2 separate regions of the Sus scrofa genome follow, and region 1 is linked to region 2. The links are chromatin contacts, called in public Hi-C maps. All regions are on one chromosome and are shown on one strand. Each heading gives the region's core, a stretch centred on a gene start, on an enhancer-like site or on the middle of the called end of the contact. The rest is flanking DNA. Distances are from core to core; before and after follow the strand shown. Region 1 overlaps CGNL1 (cingulin-like protein 1). Region 2 overlaps CGNL1 (cingulin-like protein 1).

Region 1 (5,805 bases), core at 1,781-4,280, 93 kb before region 2:
TAGGCTAGCAGCTGCAGCTCCGATTGGACCCCTAGCCTGGGAACTTCCCTATGCCACAGATGTGACCTTAAAAAAGCTAAAAAAAAAAAAACAAAAACAAACAAAACCAAAAAAACTGAAATGTACATTAAAAAAAAAGGTTGACCTATTAGGCCTAATAAACCTGATGTATGTCATGCTGGATCAGCTATCTTGTAATCATAAGGTGTCTAATACATGCTAAAGGTAGTAGAGTAGAAAGATAAAAGAGGTGTTCCTCAAAAATACCCTGGCATCTTTTCTAACTCTGGACTTCCTATCTCTGGGGGAATTTTTTTTTTTTCTTTATAGAGCCATACTGTGTCATAAGAAAGTTCCCGGGCTAGGGGTCAAATTGCAGCTGCTGGCCTACACCACTGCTCACAGCAACGCTGGATTCCCAACCCACTGAGTGAGGCCAGGGATCAAACCCACATCCTTATGGATACTAGTCAGATTCGTTTCCACTGCACCACAACAGGAACTCCCTAGTTGGGTTCTCAACCCAGTGAGCCACGATGGGACCTCCCTGGGGGAAAATTTTTGGGTCCGTTCATTAGTAGGAACCAACAAATTCCCGACACAGTCACATAGCACAATTTATGGACTAAAATTAAAGAATGAAAATAAACAAGTGAAGCATGAATGAAATTTGAAATGTAATAAAGGAAAGCAGAAGGAAATAATGATCAAACTAGAACTCAATAAGAATTTTAAAAATAGAAATGATTGATAAATTGTTGTTACCCTAAAGAACTAGCTCAATTAAAAAAGTATGTAGATGTATGTTTTACCTGCATAATCAAGAAATAGGTGAAGAGACAATAGCCAGGACATGGAAACAACCCAAATGTCCATCAACAGATGATTGGATTCAGAAGATGTGGTATATATACACAATGGAATACTACTCAGCCATAAAAAAGAATGACATAATGCCATTTGCAGCAACATGGATGGAACTAGAGACTCTCATACTGAGTGAAATGAGCCAGAAAGACAAAGACAAATACCATATGATAGCACTTATAACTGGAATCTAATATCCAGCACAAACGAACATCTCCTCAGAAAAGAAAATCATGGACTTGGAAAATAGACTTGTGGCTGCCTGATGGGAGAGGGAGGGAGTGGGAGGGATCGGGAGCTTGGGCTTATCAGACACAACTTAGAATAGATTTACAAGGAGATCCTGCTGAGTAGCATTGAGAACTTTGTCTAGATACTCATGTTGCAACAGAACAAAGGGTGGGGGAAAAAAATGTATATAACTTCATCCCCTTGCTGTACAGTGGGAAAAAAAAATAGGTGAAAAGAGCACAAATAAAACTAGATAATGAGAAATAGATGTAGAGGAGATGAAATGATTTATGCTTTGCAAAACTTTGTGTAAATAAATGTGAAAATATTTTCTTGGAAAATATGCTACCAGATTGATTCCAGAAGAGAAAGAACACTCAAAAAGGCCACTGACAGAGAAATGAGATAGCTGTTTTCTGTGACCAGTTGTGTCTTTGGTTCCTGCATCTCTATGGCTGTTGGAGTTTTTCTAAGTGACAGAAGTACGTTTTTGGTCAGAGTGTGGGTGGTTTGGGTGTCCTGCCTGGTGAGGTGCGTGCAGTTTCTGACAAGGATGACCACACACCAGAAAGGTGAAGGTAGTGATTCTTATCATTAGGCTCTGTCACAAAAAGCCCCAAGTCTTCAGTTTTTCAGTGGCATTTTCCAGATCCTTATGTTACTTGGACTTTTTTGGTTTAAAAAAGATTGAAAATTATTACATTATTTGCTTTTTAGGGCTGCACCTGCGGCATGTGGAGGTTCCCAGGCTAGGGGTCGAATAGGAGCTGTAGCTACCAGCCTACACCAGAGCCACAGCAACATGGGATCCGAGCCGCATCTTTGACCTGCACCATAGCTCACAGCAGCTCTGGATTCTTAACCCATTGAGTGAGGCCAGGGATCAAACCCGCAACCTCATGGTTCCTAGTCAGATTTGTTTCTGCTGCACCACGACAGGAACTCCGAAAATTATTTTTAATCGTTGACTCTCATTGTCACTCTCACAAACAACTGCTGCCTTAAAGTAAAAATTTTACACAGTGTATCCAAATAAATAATGATAAAAATTTCAAAACAGGGTTGCACATAAACAAGCCTGACAGAGTTGTTTTGACAGGAAATTTAACAGTATAGGAAAAAAGAAAAATGGTGAACATCAGAAAGCCTTAGCTCTTCATTAATTCATGGAAAAGTACCTTGTTCTCAAATGCTGGTAACTGGAACATCGTACTGGTTAAAAATAAATAGTATAAAGTGTGAGGAAACCAACTAAGGAAAAAACAAGGCAACCAGCACAGCCCGTCAGCTAGAAACAGAATAATTAAGCTCTGCAAAAGGTGTCAGGTCAGCTGCCAGTTATCTACCCTAAGGCCAGGGTTCAAGCCCAGTGTTGACAAACACCCTGGTCACGTGGACCCATGGGCATCCAGAAAGGCCTGTTTGGACGAGCAATTGGCTCTGAAGTGTCCTTGCTGTTTGAAGTGTTTTGTTTTTCTTGAACTTTGACACTTTCCCTCATAATCCTCATTTAAATAGATGTAATTCTAACTTAATGCCCTCTTTTTACCCCATCTTTCCTTGGTAGTGGGAACAGTGAACCATGGAGCTGTATTTTGGTGAATATCAACATGTGCAGCAGGAATACGGCGTCCATCTGAGACTTGCAAGTGATGAAAGCAAAAAACCAAGGAATTCCCAGCACGCTAAGACAGGCTCCTACGGGGTCAGTATTCGGGTACAGGGGATCGACGGCCACCCCTACATAGTCCTCAATAACACAGAGCGGTGTCTGGCAGGCGCATCTCTTTCCGAAAACGGGCCTTCATTTCCACCTCCAATGATAAACAACCTGCCTCTCCATTCCAACAACGGGTCTGTGCTGGAGGAGAACAGTGCAGAAGAACTGCAGCTCCCAGAAAACCCATACGCCCAACCCAGCCCAGTAAGAAACCTGAAACAATCCTCTCTCTTGGAGGGCAAGAATGGAGTTCTGGAACGCAAAGAGCAGCTAGTGAAGCCCTCTCCGGTGCTAAACTTTCAGAGGCATCCAGAGCTTTTACAGCCCTATGATCCTGAAAAGAATGAGTGGCACTTACAAAATCACCAGCCTCCTGAGAGTAGTTGGCTAAAAGCTTTAACGGAAGAAGGGACCAACAATAAAAAGGCTTGGACTTGCTTGTCCAAACCTAGCCGGCTGCAGCCGACCAGCCCTCCCTTGGAAGACCCAGCCAAATCCAGCGTGACGGCCATTCGACTGTGCAGCTCTGTGGTCATCGATGACCCCAAGAAGCAGACCTCGGTGTGCGTGAATGTGCAGAGCTGCAGCAAGGAGGTAGAGGAGGCCCTTTCCCCTGGCGGGAGGCCTCTACCCACCCACGGCCCGCACACCCACCCGGAAGCCAAGAAAACCAGGCCTGACGTGCTCCCCTTCCGGCGCCAGGACTCGGCAGGACCCGTCCTGGATGGAGCCCGGTCCCGGAGATCGTCCTCCTCATCCACAACTCCCACTTCGGCCAACTCTTTGTACAGATTTTTACTCGACGATCAGGAATGTGCCATCCATGCCGACAATGTGAATCGTCATGAAAACAGAAGGTATATCCCCTTCTTGCCCGGAACTGGGCGGGATATTGATACGGGGTCGATTCCTGGTGTCGATCAGTTGATTGAAAAATTTGACCAAAAATCTGGGCTGCAGAGAAGAGGCAGGTCTGGGAAGCGAAACAGGATCAACCCAGAAGACCGGAAGAGGTCCCGCAGCGTGGATAGTGCCTTTCCTTTCGGTCTCCAAGGGAACTCAGAGTACCTCAGTGAATTCAGCCGGAACCTGGGCAAGTCCACCGAGCACCTGTTGCGCCCTTCGCAAGTGTGTCCTCCCAGGGCGCAGGCGCAGGAGCAGCGGGGGAAGCAGGGTATGGGCCGCGCCTTCGCTCGGCTGCAGGGGGCCCAGCCCGGGCTGTCCCCACAGAACAAAGATGGACAAGTTCCAGAAAACAGAGGTGGTCCGGAAAGTCCGACTGTGCGCACATCCTCCCTCCCAGCACAGAATAAGAAGGAGGAGGAAATCAAAACAGCCACTGCCACGTTGATGTTACAGAGTCGGCCGCTGGCAACTTCCCCTGATTCAGGTACCAAGAGGATTTCGGTGAAGACATTTACTTCTGCCTCAAATACTCAGGTAATACGAGTGGGAGTCTTTTTTATCCTTCTCAGAGATCTACATTCTGGCGGTAGAAATACCTCTTCTCCCTCTTGAATCAGTAATTGCCCCTCCAATATATTTTTTAGAGTTTTCCCCTTTAGATTATGACCCACACTGCCAATGCTTTGGTTTTCTAACTACCATTGGATTCCCACTGCGTTTTTGTTTGTAAAGTAACTTGTCGAACACTGTAAAGAGGCTTGATTTTTCTCTTTGTGTATGTGTGAAATCTGAATGTATGCAAAATTTGTTTCCAAAATGAAGAGGCTTCATGCTTAAGTTTGCTAGCTGTATTAATTTTTCTCTTGACATTGAGTGACTGGGTTAATTCCTGTTCTGAGAAATTAGGTTAATCCTAATTTAGGTTTATCCTGAAGTGATGGAATTTATTTAAGTGGTACGTTTAGTGTTTTGGTAGTAACAATAAAAAATAATGATGATGATAACCATGATAATAAGGCTGGTAAGTGCCAGGTGCTATTTGTTATATATTGTAGGATCGCACCAACCCTATGAAGGTAGGTGCTGTTAACCTCTATTTCTAGGCAAGCAAATTGAGGTGATGAAAAGTTAAGCAACTTGCCCAAGGTTGCAGAGGTACTAAGTGGTGGAACCAGTTGTAATGAGCATCCTTACCTGAGGAATGGTTTTTTGAAAGTAGAAATGTGTTTGGAAGCTTCTGCTGTAGAGTTTTGTCTTCTTGCTGAAAACATCATCCTGTGATCTAATAACAGACATTGTGTTCCAGGCCACACCGGATCTGTTAAAAGGTCAGCAAGAGCTCACTCAGCAAACCAATGAGGAGACGGCCAAGCAGATACTTTACAATTACCTCAAAGAAGGGTTAGTGATTTTCCTTCAAGGAACAAAGTATTGTCCTTTCTGGTGGGCCTCTGAATTTTCTTTGCTGAGACCTTGGGTTTTGCCCTTCCTTTTTGCCCTGTGTGAGCCACTTCAGGGTTCAGACTCCATGGCTGGAGTTTTCATAACAGCGTTTAAGTTTCAGGTGGAGGGAGGTGAAGAGCAGGGGAAGCAAGTATAGGAAAGGCCATCATTCTTGAAAAGTTAAAAATGGTATGTTTCTAAAATGACACTTTACTGTTGCAGAAACAAATTCAAAGATACGAAGAAGGTGGACTCTTCAGTTTTCAGTTGAGTCTGCCATCACCTTGAATGTGCCCATGTGCACACAGGCGTAATCCATCGCCTCTTGTTAGAAGTTAGAAATGAAACATCCTTCTCCCCTCCCCAGAGTTGACCTTGGCCAGGAGCCCCTGCTTCCATTATTTTTAAAGCTCGTATGAGTCATTTAAAAGCTGTAGTTTCCACTTACTTATCTGGGAGGTTTGAGTTTGAATAATCTGGTTTTCAGTCCCTTCTGAGATTGCAACTGAGCTGGAATTCTAGGCCAGGAATTTGAAGTTTCTGTTTCAGTTCTCTCATCAGATATGATTAAAAAGAAAAAAAGCTTTGTCGTTTGACATGACTGAAAGTCACTTGGCAAATACTCATTGGTATCAAAA
Region 2 (5,436 bases), core at 359-2,858:
GTTGGTCTTTGTGACTTTTGGCTCCTGGGAGAGAGCTTTCTGGATAGATTTCATTAATAGGGAGGGCACTTAGAGACACTAAGTCATTTGCGTGTTCTGTGAGTTTTATTTTTGGTGCATATGTAGGCTAGACAGCCAACTTTGACAATTGCAGAGACAATATTTATTTATGTACAGATGCTGCAGGCTCACATAAAAACTCACAACGCTCATTGCTTTTTAGTGTGCCTGGCTCGTGGTTGTGACTAAATCCAGGCATAGGGCACATGGTTGGTGACAGGAGAAACACATGTGCAAACCCCGTAACCCTCCAGTGGGGTGGTTTGTGAAGTAGCTTTCTCTTAACACCCAGTGATGTTAAATGAGGAGCCTGCAAGGAAGCTAGAGATGATGCTTCTTCTGTGATGGCTGGTTTAGAGGAATGGGCCAGCCCTGTCTGTATGTTATTCTGATGTGGATTTGGGGCTGCATGGTGCTGAGTATACGAGATTTCCTAGAAGAAAAAGGCAGATGCAAAAGGCTGTTATACACTCTGTGCTTTTGAGGGTCTTGGAAACCCTGAGCAGGAAAGACACTTCCGAGGTTAGAGTATTTCAAGAAATGTGCTGGGCTGTGTCTTGGTTTCCACACTGTCTTTTAACTTACATACCTCCTAGGCTTCGGTAGATCTTTGTAAAATTACTGATTCATAAGGGGAGGATAAAGTCTGAAGGAAAGATGTTAAAATAGCCTCAGTGCTTCTATCAGCATTTGGGGTAATATTTTTTTCCTTTATGTATTTTATAGGTGCACAATTATATTTTACACTATAAAAACAATAAGAAGTTGCCATCGTGGCTCAGTGGAAATGACTTCAACTAGTATCCATGAGGATGTGGGTTCAATCCCTGGCCTTGCTCAGTGGATTAAGCCATGAGCTGTGGTGTAGGTGGCAGATGTGGCTTGGATCCTGTGTTGCTGTGGCTGTGGTGTAGACCAGCTGCTATAGCTCTGATTCAACCCCTAGCCTGGGAACTTCCATATATCACAGGTGTAGCCCTAAAAAAAAAAAAAAGAAAAATGGCAATAAAACACAGTTTTACAATGTGTTCAAATTATGTGTGGACTTAATGTGTTGTGGACAGTAAGAGAAAAAGACACTTCCTTTTCCCAAACTCTAATTCACAGTATACAGCTCTCATCTGCCCTGGGGGTTGTCCTCCATGGGGCAGTCCTTCTAAAAACTTGGTCAGTGCAAGTTAAGTTACCGGTGTTTGTGACTTCTTTCTTAGGACAAGATGTCTCAACTTGAGTTAGAGCTGGATGAAGAAAGGAACAACTCAGATTTGCTGTCTGAGAGGATCGCTCGCAGCAGGGAACAGGTACTGTACTGTAATTGAATGGTGAGTGGATCATCCTGCATGAAAAAGAAAATGTGAGAGGTTAAACATGAGGATTCAGCTAGAGGAGGGAGGGAGGGTTCATGGCTTATGGAAATGATGGAGGGTGGGGTGAGCCACTAAGAAAGAGGGGTGATACATAACAAGTGTGTGTAGAGGGGGAGTTTCCAGGTAATGGATAACAGTCTGTTAGTCACGAGGGGCAAAGGGCTTTTAGAGCCGGGGCTTTGAGAATCACAAGTTCAACAAGCAGTTGCGTGGAGTTTGGTAGCTGTGTTAGTCCATGGGGAGTACATGATAAGACTCCGTCTCCTTTAAGAACTTTGCCAGTGAATTAGCAATACATCCACCTATGAGGCATTCACAGTACAATAACCGTACCTTCCAAGGGAATGCTTTTTGCAGTTTTTAAGTGAAAGGAGTTTCACTTATATTTGATCCTTAGAGCAACACTCGGAGGTGGTCAGGGACAGTTCACACTATCCTCATATTGTACATAATGGGAATGATTTCCCAAACTACACTTGGTATAGTCCCAAGGTTTTGGAATTTTGTTTCCATTTTTTAATTAAAAAAAAGGTCAAGAGTTCCTGTCGAGGCTCAGTGGAAACGAATCTGACTAGGAACTGTGAGGTTGCGGGTTCGATCCCTGGCCTTGCTCAGTGGGTTAAGGATCTGGCATTGCCGTGAGCTGTGGTATAGGTCGCAGAGGTGGCTCGGCTGTGGCATAGGCTGGCAGCAACAGCTCTGATTAGACCCCTAGCCTGGGAACCTCCATATGCCGCACATGTGGCCCTGAAAGACAAAAGACAAAAAAAAAAAAAAAAAAAAAAGTTCAGAGTACCTAAGTCATATCCTGGAGATGGGGTATCATATCACTAGATAGCAGTGACATTAGTGACATTAACTGGGTAGCATGTCCCCATTGCAGGCCCAAACCCTTTGGCAGTGACCCCATGTAGCTCCTGAAGATTTCTGGACGCTTTTCTAAATTCTAACACTGAAATGCTAGGAGAAGCTTTTATAAAATTAAGGGTCTGAGTCACCTTTTAACGCCCCCACTCTCTTCCTGTGTCTGAGTTAGTGTGCCTGAAAAGATGGCTTCCACAAATGTCTAGCCTCTTTGCCATTTTCATTCTTTTTTCCTCGTCTTTTTGTTGTTGTTGTTCTCACTGTATTCTCTAGGTTTGGGGCTGTAAAGTCTGGTGCCTGTTAAAAGTGGAGAAATTGACCATCATGTTCAGACAGATACAGGGATTACTAAAACAGCAATGAAATAAAACAAACCCTTGAAATAAAACGAGGTCTCCTGGTGGAGCTCTTGGGGCCTCTCTTTTGGCCAGTGCTGCCTCCAGGTTTGTCAGGAAGGGTAGAGAAACAGGTCAACCAAATACCTATTTTACTTCTCGTTTAAAGTCAAGGTCAGTCTGAGATGGATTTCTTGCTAAAGGCTCCAGGGAAGGGCTCTGGGTGTAGACAGGTGGACCTTGATTCTGAAACTGTGCAATTCACTTAGCTCAACTTCAAGGGATATATATTCCTGCTGCCTTCGTGCCAGAATCAAAGAAATAGGAAACCTTTATACCTGAGATCTCTTTTTCTCCACCCCCTCAAATGCTGCCCTGTAACACCTCCTTTGCAGGAGATGTCTCCTAAAGAATAGGAAAACAGTGCCTGTAATCTCCAGCCAGATGTGTATCATTGGCTCTGGATGCTTGGCTCACTGTACTGAGTGGGGAAGACACGGGGAATGTTGTTTTGGACCATGGTCTCTCTAAATTAAAAAGTGAAAGGGTACAGTGCTTTTCTGTATTTAATCTCTCCATTCTCACAAGCTCCTCTTCTGAATCCTTGCTTCCTCCAAACAGCTCCATTTTTCTCCTAGTCTTAGTGATAGGGCTTAGGTTAAAAAGCTTAAAAAAAAAAAAAAAAGGTTTTCTGACAATTTTAGCAAATGGCCTACCCCATTTACAGCATCTGAGATCTGGCAAGGACCTCCGGGTTCATTTCCCCAGACTTTTCATGCAGTGGATGAAAGAACCAAGGCCTGAAGTCCCCCTTGTAGCAGCCAGGGTGCTCGGGTGTCTCCCAAGGCAGTGTCCTGTCTAGCAGTGTTTGCACAGCATGGTGGGCGCCGGCTGTGTGCATAGCCCTGGGGTCAGGCTGTGCAGTTAAACAAAGTAGCCTCCATCCTTGAGGTGCCGTGGTTTGTGTGAGAAGCAGAGGCATACCTAAACAGCGGACGAGTCTCAAGGAAGAGCAGCAGGTCCTAAACACCAAGTGAAGGAGTCAGGCCGCTAAGGGGGGGAAGGGTGACTGTGGGAGTTCTCAGGGGCAGGGTGGTCCAGAGCTGGCTTTGAAGAAAGGGTAAGATTTAGACTAAGGAATGGAAAAGGAGTCCTAGATGGAGTGGAAGGAGTGAACAAGGATTGGGAGGTAGGATCTATTTAATATTCTGAGGAGCAGTGAATGGACTCCTGTGTTTCCATAAGATAGAAATAGGAGAGGCGTATTGAGGGTTTTGAAAGGACCATTCTGAAGGTAGTGGGGAGCCATGGAGGTTGTGGAGCAGAAGAGTGAAGCAGAGTTCCAGAATTGGGTGGGAGTAAGAGCAAGAGAAGGTGAGCCTGAATGAAGCCTTAGCTGGGCTATTCCCAGGGACAAAGGACAGATGATACAAAATCATGAAAATCAGGTGTGGCCCTAAAAAAGGCAAAAAAAAAAAAAAAAAAAAAAAAAAAGATACCGGTGGGAGTTCCTGTTGTGGCTTAGCAGTTAGCAAACCCAACTAGCATCCATCAGGAGATGGGTTCAATCCCTGGCCTCGCTCAGTGGGTTAAGGATCCGGCGTTACGGTGAGCCGTGGTATAGGTCACATACACAGCTCGGATCCTCTGTTGCTGTGGCATAGGCTGGCGGCTACAGTTTTGATTGGACCCCTAGCCTTGGAACCTCCATATGCTGTGGACCTAAAAGATAAAAAGACCAAAAAAAAAAAAAAACAGCAACATTGTTTTTAAGTTCCCAGGCCTTCTCAGGCCTTCCTTTTGCATACATGCTCAGGATATTCTTTTTTTTTTTTTCCGGTCTTTTGTCTTTTTAGGGCCCCACCTTCTGCATATAGAAGTTCCCAGGCTAGGAGTCGAATCAGAGCTGTAGCCACCGGCCTACACCACAGCCACAGCAACTTGGGATCTGAGCGTCTGCAACCTACACCACAGCTCACGGCAACGTGCTCAAGATATTCTTGAAGCTGAAGGAAACTTGAATAAAATCATGGGTGCTTTACTGGCTTTTGGTTTGTTTAAATCCAAAGAAATCCTTTTTCCTCTCCTTCCTCCAAAACTGTGTTTGCATTTAGGACAATTTGCATTCTTACTGCGGGATCTCCAGGTGCTAGGCATTGGGCCTGTGTCTTGCATGCTTTCTCTCATTGTTTTTGGGGCTTATGAGGCTACGTGGCCACCCGAGGTGGAGAGGTTTGTAAGAGGTGGAGCCACGGCCTGACTCTGAAACCCACTCCCTTCTATCTGTTTCTATCATCCCATTGTCAAACTGAGGGTGGTCAGGACCCCCAGATGTTTGGGTCTCTGTTCTTAAGGTAGAGCTAATGCCATGGTGTGTCTTAATATGAATGAGGATTAATGTTGCCTAGTCCTCTCCTGATTCTCCTCAGGAGTCCAGGATGCAGATGGCCCAGCTTGGTATTTTAAATGTGTCCCACAGGCTGATGTTCTTGGGCACTGCGTGTGGTTACTAGTGGCTGAGTGCATGCAGTTACCAGGAGAGTTCCGTCTAGATGGAGATGGGTTCTTTTGCCTGGGGAGGCCAAAATAACCCCACCCAGTGGAAAGACCGTTCATGCATCCCAGGCAGCCAGGAGGCTGGAGGAAAAGTACCAGCTCAAGGAGTTCCCATTGTGGCTCAGCGATAACCCAACTAGTATCCATGAGGACACAGGTTCCATCCCTGGCCCTGCTCAGTGGGTTAAGGATCCAGCGTTGCTATGAGCTGTAGGTTGCTGACATGGCTTGAATCCCGAGTTTCTGTGTCTGTG

What was found. A called contact is a pair of places that touch in the nucleus more often than the background predicts.
Region 1: a contact with region 2 is called in a Hi-C map of liver, with 2.5 times the contacts expected there. The contact joins two enhancer-like sites. A contact is called at or near these places in 3 of 47 Hi-C or Micro-C datasets (epiblast stem cells, liver and mesenchymal stem cells).

The regions. Positions count from the first base shown.
Region 1 is chr1:114,531,581-114,537,385 of Sscrofa11.1, reverse strand. It overlaps CGNL1 (cingulin-like protein 1), which reads left to right. Exons shown (of 19, transcript XM_021094667.1): 2 at 2,666-4,258; 3 at 5,031-5,125. The coding sequence starts at 2,681. Among named protein-coding and RNA genes, the nearest start is that of CGNL1, 94 kb to the left of the region's middle. Within about 2 kb of position 3,030, at least 5 of the 83 cell types and tissues checked have an H3K27ac peak or open chromatin away from gene starts, as enhancers often do. A contact at or near this core is called in liver, where this site is marked.
Region 2 is chr1:114,437,398-114,442,833 of Sscrofa11.1, reverse strand. It overlaps CGNL1 (cingulin-like protein 1), which reads left to right. Exons shown (of 19, transcript XM_021094667.1): 14 at 1,272-1,361. Among named protein-coding and RNA genes, the nearest start is that of MYZAP, 54 kb to the right of the region's middle. Within about 2 kb of position 1,608, at least 6 of the 83 cell types and tissues checked have an H3K27ac peak or open chromatin away from gene starts, as enhancers often do. A contact at or near this core is called in liver, where this site is marked.